Regions from separate parts of the Mus musculus genome. Here region 2 is linked to region 1. Evidence: chromatin contacts called from public Hi-C data. All regions are on one chromosome and are shown on one strand. The core of a region is the stretch at or near the end of the contact, and the rest is flanking DNA. Distances in the headings are between cores, read along the strand shown.

The links. Hi-C and Micro-C count contacts between places; a contact is called where the count stands out from the background.
Region 2: a Hi-C map of liver shows a contact between it and region 1, with 2.0 times the contacts expected there. The contact joins the promoter of 4833439L19Rik here to the enhancer-like site in region 1. A contact is called at or near these places in 3 of 39 promoter capture datasets (epiblast stem cells, liver and macrophages), 1 of 15 datasets of contacts at CTCF or cohesin (CD8 T cells), 17 of 484 Hi-C or Micro-C datasets (8-cell embryo, the CH12 cell line, the G1E-ER4 cell line and 7 more), 7 of 115 datasets of contacts at active chromatin or transcription factors (the SCID.adh cell line, T-cell acute lymphoblastic leukemia, embryonic stem cells and 2 more) and 3 of 9 other capture datasets (adipose tissue, liver and pancreatic islet).

What each region holds. Positions count from the first base shown.
Region 1 is chr13:54,518,895-54,524,317 of GRCm38.p6, reverse strand. Simc1 (SUMO-interacting motifs containing 1) reads right to left here. Exons shown (of 10, transcript NM_176987.4): 2 at 1-348. Among named protein-coding and RNA genes, the nearest start is that of Simc1, 18 kb to the right of the region's middle. Within about 2 kb of position 3,002, at least 2 of the 459 cell types and tissues checked have an H3K27ac peak or open chromatin away from gene starts, as enhancers often do. A contact at or near this core is called in liver, where this site is marked.
Region 2 is chr13:54,563,136-54,568,558 of GRCm38.p6, reverse strand. It overlaps 4833439L19Rik (RIKEN cDNA 4833439L19 gene), which reads left to right and starts at 3,177. Exons shown (of 9, transcript NM_133797.4): 1 at 3,177-3,377; 2 at 3,938-4,044; 3 at 4,287-4,374. The coding sequence starts at 4,347.

The sequences.
Region 1 (5,423 bases), core at 1,753-4,252:
TGGTTCTGGTGGATAAACAGAGTCCTGGCTGATAGATGTAGGGGGTCGAGAACCTTCAAACAGGTTTTCCTCTAGCAAATCCAAATCTACAGGATCATTGTTAATGATTCTCTGTGCTGCAGGCTGAGAGCCTCTATCTTCATGGGCTTCCATCACTTCTTTGCCCGAGAGACTGGTACATGTCTGAAGACTGGTTGGCTCCTTCTGAGAGGAAGCTACAGGTTCTAAAGTCAAATCAAGAGTGGCAATAGGCCTATTTTCTTCCTCATTTCTTGTTAGATCAATCACACAGAGTCCATTCCGGTCTTTTGTCCTTGCTCGGTTTTCTCTAGTTAAGTCAATGAAGTCCTGTTAAAGATTGTGAGAAGGGAGAAGAGTGAGAGGGGAGTCCAGTAACTTGATTCTAGAAATCTAAGGTTTTAGCTTTTAACAACAGACATCACTTTATCTTTCCATGTCACTGATATTTCTACATGTTTGCAGTGCTAGTGATTAAATCTAGGGACTTGTGTACACTGGGTAAATGCTCTAGATCTGAGCTATATCTCTAGCCTTCTATGCATCATCTCAAGTATTAGTTTATTTTCTTTTTTTTTCCTTCCTTTCTTCCTTCCTTCCTTCCTTCCTTCCTTCCTTCCTTTCTTTCTTTCTTTTTTTCTTTTTTTTGTTTTTGTTTTTCGAGACAGGGTTTCTCTGTATAGCCCTGGCTGTCCTGGAACTGACTTTATAGACCAGGCTGGCCTCGAATTCAGAAATCCGCATGCCTCTGCCTCCCAAGTGCTGGGATTAAAGGCGTGCACCACCACTGCCCGGCTTAGTTTATTTTCTTTAGTTAACATTTTGCTAGTGTCAAAGCTGTCAACGTCTATAGATTCATAAATCATCCAAATGCTAAATGTGGGAATGCAATGGAATTTTTTCCCCTTAGATTCAAGAAAGACAGGTTTGTAGTAGAGAAATTCCACCCTTGACCAACAGAAAGCAACTTTTGCTTGGAGAAGCCAATTCCCGGGATAATTTGCAACAGAGGCTAAGCAAGGCTTTAAGTTAATATGAGGACCCAGATGCTAAGAACATGCTTGAGTGTTTGTCACTGGACTTGGGAGTTCCAAAGATTCATGGCTTCATTAGAGAAAGTTCTCAAGGACACACATATGAATAGAAACAGATTTACTAAGAAAATAATCAAAAGTACACTTCTAAAAAGGAAAGAAAATAGGAAACTTAGCTGGATAGTTGAGTTTTTAAGGGCTGTAGAAAAATTTTCCATTAGTCTTATCCATATTTATGTGTAAATTTTTCTGGAGATTAGGAGGGCATTTTGGGTCTCGGAGGGAAGGTTTGGCTAAACGCAGGATGTTTAGAATCAAACTATTGATCTGAAAGGCAGCATTCATGTAAAAATACAGCTATACTGGAAAGCATAAGAAGCTGATGGGGCTTCTGGGTCTTGGAATCTCCTGTAGAACATAGCTAACTTCTATCACAGAGCACAACCAACTATAAGAGTAGGATTTTGTGCAGTCTGGATCTGGATGAAGCCATAACCATCAGGTTAAATTTACATCCAATGGGCTGGAGTGATGGCTCAGTAGTTAAGAGTATTGGCTACTCCCAGCATCCACAGGGTGTCTTTTCTACTCTCCATAGGCATAAGACACACATCTGGTACACAGATACAGTACAGGCAAAACACCCATACTTATTATAACCCATTATCTTGTCTCCCTGATTACACATGTCACTTTTCTATGATTTCTTAAATTTCACAATGATACTGCAGGATAGCATTGCCATCTCCATTATATACATGCAAAATCAGTTTTGAGGGACCAGGTGATTTACCCAAGGACTACACAGCTAAGTAGTAGTGGCAGACATTCAAATCCACTGTCCGCCTTGCCTGTTAAGGGCCTAGGGATATGTTCCTTTTTCCAATATGTAACCAGCTCTATCGCCTTTGTTTTGCTGAAACAGGATCTCACTTTGAAGCTCTGGCTAGCCTGGGACTCTCTATGCATACCAGGCTGTTTTTAAGAAAACCTCAATCATTTGATTTTTCCAATGACGACTCAGGAGCCAGATGCTGAGGTGAAGGCCTCCTAGCTCAGAGAGGCAGAGAAAGCACCCAGATGACCTTCCTCTATAGGTCTAAAAGAAAGAGGACATCCCAAAAGAAAGTTTTTCTCCATGCCCCGTCAAAAACCCTCAAACTGAATGTCCCTCCCTTCTACTTCCAGTGCATCTCTATATATCCTCCTGACTTACTCTTGCTGTTTTTCCTCCATGTTCACTCCTTATCTACTGGTTATTTGCTCCACCTCTCAACCTATTTAATCTCGTTTACAATAAACAGAAAGCTCTTGAATTAAAGGTGTGTGCTAGAGTTGAGCCACACCACAACTAGAAAAATGTTTTTTTTTCCCCCCTCTAGTTAATAATACAATCTTGGGGTTGGGGGTGGGGTGGGTTTACAGTGTATGTGATCAAATACCCTACAACAGGGGCCAGAGAGATGGCTCAGCAGTTAAGAGCACTGACTGCTCTTCCAGAGGTCCTGAGTTCAAATCCCAGCAACCACATGGTGGCTTACAACAATTCCCAGGAACCACGTGGTGGCTCACAACCATATGTAATGGGATCTGATGCCCTCTTCTGGTGTGTCTGAAGACAGCGACAGTGTACTCACATACATAAATTAAAAAAAAAAAAATCTTTGCCTTATCATAGGCCTGCAAACCAAACCTTTGACCTCTTTTTTAAAAATCCTGCAACATTTCCCCCTTTTTGTCTAAATAAAAAGGAAAGAGTTTAACTCTAACAAAATAAAACTATTTACAATAATGAAGACATTTCTGCCAAGCTTTCCACAATGTCCAGCATTGTATTGTATTTGGCAGGCCTAGGATGGAGTAATTTGAGTTCAAAGTTCTGTAAAATGTTCCTGTCAGTCTCCTATGAACTCAGCAATTTCAATGTCCTGAGCAGGTTGTAGTCCAAACCTGATCTTTGGGTGGTGTTTGTCACCTTAGTGGCAATCCTGGTTAGGTAGAATATAGCAGTCAACCCAAAGGTGTCCACTGTTTGCACTGATGCTGGCAGCAGAAGTGGCATAGGGCAGTTTTGTCCAGTGGTTGATGTTACCACAATGCAGGAAGATTGGCTGTTACAGGGCCCCATCATCTTCTCAGAGATCACAAGGTTATTGTTATTGCTTGGTAGAAGACTTAAACATTTTAAATGCCATATTCAGCAGATCTCTGAAAGATTTGAGGACCATGATGTATTAAGTATATCTGAAGTACACAAACTTTGTTCCTAGTTACCTGCTTCAGACTCAAACCTGAAAACAGCACGGGAAGCAGGTGAAGCTTATTTCTAGAATTAGTTAATATTCTGTATAACTCCTAGTATGACAGTAAGTCTATATACACATAATAATCTTACATATTTTTGAGATAATATTTATAGCTTAAGGAAAGTTTTAGAGTGTCAAATGAAGATCAAAAGATTATGAGAGTAGTGGTACTAGAACAGTCCCTTATTTCTTGTTTTCCTCTGTCCTATATGAGGAGGCTCCTCTGATATGAGACAGAGATTTGGGATTTCCCTTTAACAAGCATGTGTGGGTTTAGAGAAGGAGAGCTATGCTCAAACCCCAAAGCCAGCTTTAATTTTTTTATTTGTTTGTTTGTTTGTTGAGACAAGGGTTCTCTGTGTTGCCCTGGCTGACCTGGAACTCACTCTGTAGACCAGGCTGGCCTCGAACTCAGAAATCTGCCTGTCTCTGCCTCCCGAGTGCTGGGATTAAAGGTGTGCGCCACCATGCCTAGCTCAGCTTTAATTTTTAATTGAATTGGGACCACAGAAAGAGCATTTGCCACTCTGTCTGCAGAGGGCAGCAGAGATGAGCTGGAGGTGGGCGGTGCCACTTGGCCATCTATCTTACTGTTTCTTGATGATCAGTTCTTTCCTCAGATGTTTCACTTGTCCAGTGGTCTCTAGATTCCCTATTTGGATGTTTTTATTCTCCTTGAAAGATAAAAGAAAACCCTGCCCCAATGTTAACTCTGGGGGTGGGATTTTTTCTTTTTCTTTTTTTTTTTTTTTTTTTTTTTTTTTTGTGCAGGTTATATCTTTCCTAGGGCAAAATGTATTTTTGGCAACAGTAGGAAATTCTTTTTGAGTTTTAATCACTGTAATTTTTGTGTGCTTGCTTCTGCCTCTCAAGTGTTGGGATTAAAGGATTAAACCCAGCCACTGTCTGGCTATGGATTGCTCACAATAGTTATTCTCATAGAGTTGTCCTGGTTTAATTTGGTGCCCCATTTCCCCTTATTTTTTAGTGCTAGAGGTAAACTTTCAAGGTTTTCAAATGTGTAATCTATCATCCATGCTAATTTATTCTGAATTTGTTCCCTGGCAAATTTTAACATTCTAGAACTAGACAAACATGATGCCAATTTGTTCACTATTTCATTATTTTCTGATGTTTATGTTTGTATTACCTGCATGAGTTATATAATATTTGATGTCTTTGCTAAGTTTTTCTATGTTTCTCCATTTCCATTCATGCCTATGACCAGGTATCTTTGCCATTTACCTGACAGTTACTGGTCTTTCATTTGGATGGCCATATAGCTAGACCATTACACATGCACCATGAATTGGAGAAGATAGAGATTTTTCTTTTCCTTTCCTAGTTGTTTGTCTTATAGGCAATAGTGTTGCGCTGATTTTGTGGTCCTTCCTCAGTATTGGCCATTTCATCCCCTAGTCTATAAGCTGTCACTTTCCATTAATTTTGGTTCTAACAGTGGTTGATGAACCATCAGTAAACCATGCATTAGCTAAATGTTATGACCATTCTGGTGGTCCTCACAGTTCAATACATGCCTCTGTGGGGGGAGGGGTAAGAGGTTTAGGGATGGGGAGTACAGGCAACTGAGCTATTTTCTCCATGCAAAAAGGCAGACCCCTTTGCTACTACATCCTGGTCACAAAGGAATTCAGGTAGGTACCAGTTCTACTGTAATAGCCTTTCTTCCATGACTAAGTCTGTGAAGGATTCTGCCTTTGAATAGACCCAATCCATCATTGGAGGGGTACCCTTATGACAGGGTGATTGACAAAGAATGAGTATAAGGTTTGCCTCATTAAATGTCCAGGTTTGTTTCTCAAAGAGAGAATAGTTATTCTCTCTATATAGAAAACATCTGCAATAGAAGCTGACAGGCAAATGTTAGTGAACTCCTTTTTGCTGTATGAAGAGTCCCCAATATTGACAATTCACCAATAAATACCATATCCATAATTAGGGTACCATCTGGTTCAATACTGGTTAGACTGCAATGCACAGAGATGAGCTTACTTGCAGTCACAAAAGCTGTTCTTTGTTCCTGTCCCCATTGGAAACCAGCTGC
Region 2 (5,423 bases), core at 1,928-4,427, 44 kb before region 1:
CGGTGGCAGTGGGGCAGAGCAGGCTCCACCCCCAGACCAGGCTCCTCCCCTCAGAGGAGGCTCCTCCTCTAAAGTTTTTGTCATTGCCCTACAGACGACCCTGGTGCTCAGACCCTGAACGTGATACCCTGAGCAGGATTTCCCTGTCTCAGGATTGTCTAATCATTGTGTTCACACCAGAGGCTGTGTAGATTGTGAAAGCCAAGACTTGTGTTTTGAAATTCCATTGATAGTGTGAACTAAAGTGAATGAAGGTTAATTGGGCACCTTCAGTTTAAGTGAGCACTCACTTATAAACCAATTTGGTGTCATTTACAGGACATGGCAATCCTAAGCATGCATGTAGACACCTCATAAACACAGGCAGACACTCCATAAACACACGTAGACAGACATAAAGTTGGACCAAAGGATTCATTGTCTTTTTATTTGTTAATTTTAAGTTATTACTATTGATCTGATTATTTTCTCCACAGTATTAACTAATACTTATTCTAAAATATGCATGTCCAAATGTGAAGCCAGGGAATTGTGGGACCAAGGAGAACAGGCCCGGAACAAGAGTGAGGTCAAGGCATGTCCAAACCCCAGAATCTGGGGTCTGACATGGACAGGAGTGTATGATCAAGCCTGTGTGTCCCAGCACAAGTAGCCCTGCACTCCCACATTTGTCCCCCACCCCCAGGAGGTTATGTAGCCTGAGTTGCCAGGCTAAACTTCCTCACCCTATGTACTGGCTGGCTTTGTATGTCAACTTGACACAAGCTGGAGTTATCACAGAGAAAGGAGCTTCCCTTGAGGAAATGCCTCCATGAGATCCAGCTATAAGGCATTTTCTCAATTAGTGATCAAGGCTGGGAGGGCCCAGCCCATTGGGGGTGGTGCCATCCCTGGGCTGGTAGTTCTGGGTTCTGTAAAAAAGCAAACTGAGCAAGCCAGGGGAAGCAAGCCAGCAAGCACCCCTCCATGGCCTCTGCATCACCTCCTGCCTCCAGATTCCTGCCCTGTGTGAGTTCCTGTCCTGACTTCCTTTGGTGACGAACAGTAATGTGGATGTGTCAGCTGAATAAACCCTCTCCTCCCAACTTGCTTCTTGGTCATGATGTTTTGTGCAGGAATAGAAACCCTGACTAAGACAGCCATTATAAGGTCATGTCCAGCCGCACAGTAGCACCTGGAATCCTTCCTCATGGTAATGAGGTATCCCTAGCACCCTGGCCCTGGCCAATGATGTTCACTCACCCTGAAAGCCTCCATCCCCTCGAAGGTTTAAATAGCGTTTATTCCCTCCATTAAATGAGCTGCCTCACTGAAGCTCTCTCCTAAGAGTCCGTTCTCAATGTGCTCACTGCCACCTGAGGTCTCTTGCTCCTGGTTGTCCTGCCTCGGTTTCTCTCTCAGGATCTACCAGTTGCAATAGTAGCCAATCACATGTACTCACATACATAAAATAAATAAATAAATCTTAAAACAAGATATTTTCAAAATATTTCATTTGTTTTTAAAAAAAGACATTTTAACCTTATAAAAGATTTGTTTTTTAAATGTGTGTGTGTTTGTTTGTCTTTTTTTTTTTTAAAGAATTTATTTATTTCATGTATGTGAATACACTGTCACTGTCTTCAGACACAACAGAAGAGGGCATCAGATCCCATTACAGATGGTTGTGAGCCACCATGTGGTTGCTGGGAATTGAACTCAGGACCTCTAGGAACAGTAGTCAGTCCTTTTAACCACTGAGCCATCTCTCCAGCCCTGTGTTTGTTTTGCTTGCATAGATGTGTGCCTGTCTGTCATTCACATGCTGAGGCTGTAAAAGGGCATTGGACCCCTTGGATGAAGAGTGATAAGCAGCTGTGAGCTGTCCTATGGGTGCTGGAAATTGAATCTGGGTCCTTTGGAACGGCAGCCAGTGTTCTCCATTGAGGAGCCTTCACTTCCGTCCCCATGTTTAACCTTTTATGTGAGAATTGATCTGCACCCTTTCCTCCCAGGAGCAGTAAAGTAAAAACACTGGGAATACTTTTTCAAGTGTCACACTGCAAATCAAGTGTGTTATTCACAAATGAAGTATACAGCTTACAGAAGACATGAATTCCTGGCCCAGTCTTGGTCCTAACAGAATGCAAGCAAAGTCAAATGTATTCCCATCTTTTAACACCCTCCGATTCTTCCTGAGCGGACAGTGAACCTTGGACTTGGAGCAGAGTTGAGTGTGGGTGTTTTCAGCTTTCTCTCATGGAGCAGAGCAGGGAAGTGTTTTTGAGACCTCTGAGTGGCTACCTCTCCAGGTCCACTTTTCTCATAGTTATTATCCATTTCCGGGGAGGCGGATGCTCCTGTATTTAGTCCTGTACTAGTGTGGAGCCCGCCTGACTCCACTGCTAATTAAAGGGAGAAAGATTAACTATCAGATCCTCTCTGTGTGTGGGAGGTATGGTAGTGGTTCTTAACCTGTGGGTCACGACCCACGAAGGCGCCTACCTGGCTTCATGGTTCATTGAACTGTGCCCTTCCCCCCAGCCTTGAGCAGGCAGAATCAGACTTTGTTTCTGCCACAGTTGGCTAGCCCACCTAGGGTGGAGTCTTCCAATCTAGGTAAAGTCTATTGTGTGCCACATCTGCAGCTTCCTGCAAGAAGCCACCACCTGCTAACAGGCTGCCTGAGCTTGCTTTCCTGATAAAGCAATGAGAGTCTGGCAAAGTGGGGGATGGGTCTCCCCCCTTTAAATTCAAGTATGTGGGAATGGGAGACCGACTGCGGTGTCCTTGGGAGCCAGAAGAGGGCAGCAGACCCTGGGAGCTGTACTACAAGAGGTTGTGAGATACCAAACCTGGGTGCTGGGAACAAACCCAGGTCATCTGCAAGTGCAGTAATTACTGTTTTAACTGAACCATCTCCAGCCATCAATCTTCATTCTTTCCCCCCTTCTCATCCTCAGCCCCCACCACACTCCTTGATTCAGGCAATGCTCCTGCCTCAGCCTCCAAGTGCCACAATTCTGTAATCAAGTAAAAAGCGCAGAGGAAGTGCTGGAAACAGGTGACCTCCTTTCTGGGAACCCCGTGGAATTCCCTTTTAGAGTTCAACCTACAGGGAGGTGTTCCGGTGGTGGTGGGTACGGAGGCACGCTCAGATCTCGGACTACAACTCCCAGCATGCCCCGCGGATCTTCGAGTCAGGTCTCGCGCGACCTGCGACAGTCTCGGGGTGGTTTGGGGGTTCGGTTGCCGGCCGGCGACTGTCCTCCGTAGGGGAGCGTTCGTCGCGCTCTCACGATGGCTCTGCTCTGTTCAGCCCAGCAGCCTCTTGGGCCATCTGGAGCCTCGGAGCCTCTTTAGTGCGGGAAGTCGGGCCGCAGGCGGCGGGCGAGCAGGTAACCGACCGCGGCCTGGCGGAGCTGGGGGCAGCCTGAGTTCCGGGGCGCCGCGGCCTGGGGGGCCTGGAGGGGGGCTCTGTTCCACCCTAGCGGGGCTCGAGGGACACCAGAAAGACCCGCACAGTGAGCCTCGGAGCATCTGCTCGCTGCGAACCAGCCGGCTTCGCCTTGAGGGGTGGGACCGTGGGAAGGTCGGGATTGGCTTTACACATCTCAGAGGCTTTGTTTTGCACCTCCTGCGAGAGAGTCGTGGGCTTGGGGTCGCTAAGGGAGAGGGAAAGGGCGTGTGTCTGGCTTGCGGATGTCCCTAGGACCGCAGTGAACTTGAACAAAAATCTGGACCAATAATGCCTGCTGTGCAGCGCCGCGGGTTTGTTTTCAAGACAAGGGTTGTGTGAGAATGCGATGACTTTTAGTGATGCCGAGTTGGTCTTCTATGCTGGCATAGCTCATTTCTGCCAAGGGGAAAGGCTGCTATGTAATCCGGCTGGGGAGTGGTCGGATGTTCGGTGGACTTAGGGGCGCTGTACCAACCTTGCTTGTTTATTGTTACTTAGAGCCTCTGGATGGACCCTTCCTCAGAAGCTTCGCTAATTTGCAGAAGCTGGGCAATGCTCCTCATTAACATCTGTCTGTCTGCATAGTCCGGCGTCATTTCACTGTGGTAAGGTGTCTGTCTAAACTGAGGTTTGGCTTTCTCCTCTCGGGTGTTCAGAGGAGCCAGCCATAGGATACTGGCAAACTAGTGGACTTTATCCTTCCGGGGGTGTGTTTGTCACTCATTGGTTCTAGCGTGTGTATGTGTCAACCTTACTTACCAGCCATAAGTCTCTGCGTGTCTGTCAGAGCACTGGAATGACCCTCTGCTGTGCAACATAAGAAAATGCCCTATGTTATTTTTATTAGGTGGAAGGGACTCAGCTCCGAATTACGTATAGAAAAAAACACCTGGATCCCTGTCTTTCAATGGCTTCAAGACAACCAGAAGTGCCTGGTAAACTTAAGTTCTTATTGGTTAAGTCTGTACCCCCACCCACATCCCCCAGAGAGCTTATTTTCTCAGAATCCTTAGTACTGATCTTCTTTAGTATTAGGTCATCACCTTCTCAGCCGTGGTATACACCCTGACCTTGGCTTACAGCCTCTTGCCATAAGTGTCTTTTGTGAAGAGTAAACACTTTTTGTTTGTTTTTCCAGAGACAGGGTTTCTCCGTGTGGTTCTGGCTGTCCTGAAACTCTGTATTTAGACCAGGCTGTCCTTGAATTCACAGAGATCTTACCACCTCTACCTCCCAAGTGCTGTCTTTAAAGGCGAAATCATAAGTGAAGTTCAGAGTTGCTGCTAAATCTACATCTACTGTTTTTTTTTTTTTGAGACAGAGTCTCCCTTTGTAGACTTGGCTGTCCTGGAATTCACAGAGATCCTCCTGCCTCTGCCTCCTGAGTTCTGGGATTAAAATGCATGTACACTGCACCTGGCTCAAAAAAGTTTTTGGGCAGGCAGTGGTGGTGCACGACTTTATCCCAGCACTTAGGAGGCAGAGGCAGGTGGATTTCTGAGTTCCAGGACAGCCAGGGTTACACAGAGAAACCCTGTCTCGAAAAACCAAAAAAAAAAAAAAAAAAAGTAGATGCCAGCGGCTTTATTACTATTGTCTTTATGAAGCCATTGGACAAGGTGTTAGACACTGTTTGAAGTCGCTCCCCAGTTAGGCAGGTTAATGGAAGCTTCCTCCATGTACCCTAATACCATTTGTCTCTACCATCACGTGTGTCTTCCACTTACACTGGACTCTCTAACGCCCTTGTCACCATGCAGAGCTATGTGTGTGCTCATGAGCTTAAGGCTTTGTAGCTGGCAGCAAGGAGTGAGCCCTGGCTCAGTGTCTCCTGCGCATTTGCTAGCCGTGTGGTAGTGCTTAGGTTCCGTAGCACGGTTTCCTGAGCTGGGAAATGGGAAAGAGTTTACTTAGAGAGGAGTAGATAGAAGGAGGGCTCTCAGTGCCAGGTCATTTGTGTTTGCATGTCTTTTTCCCTTGAGAT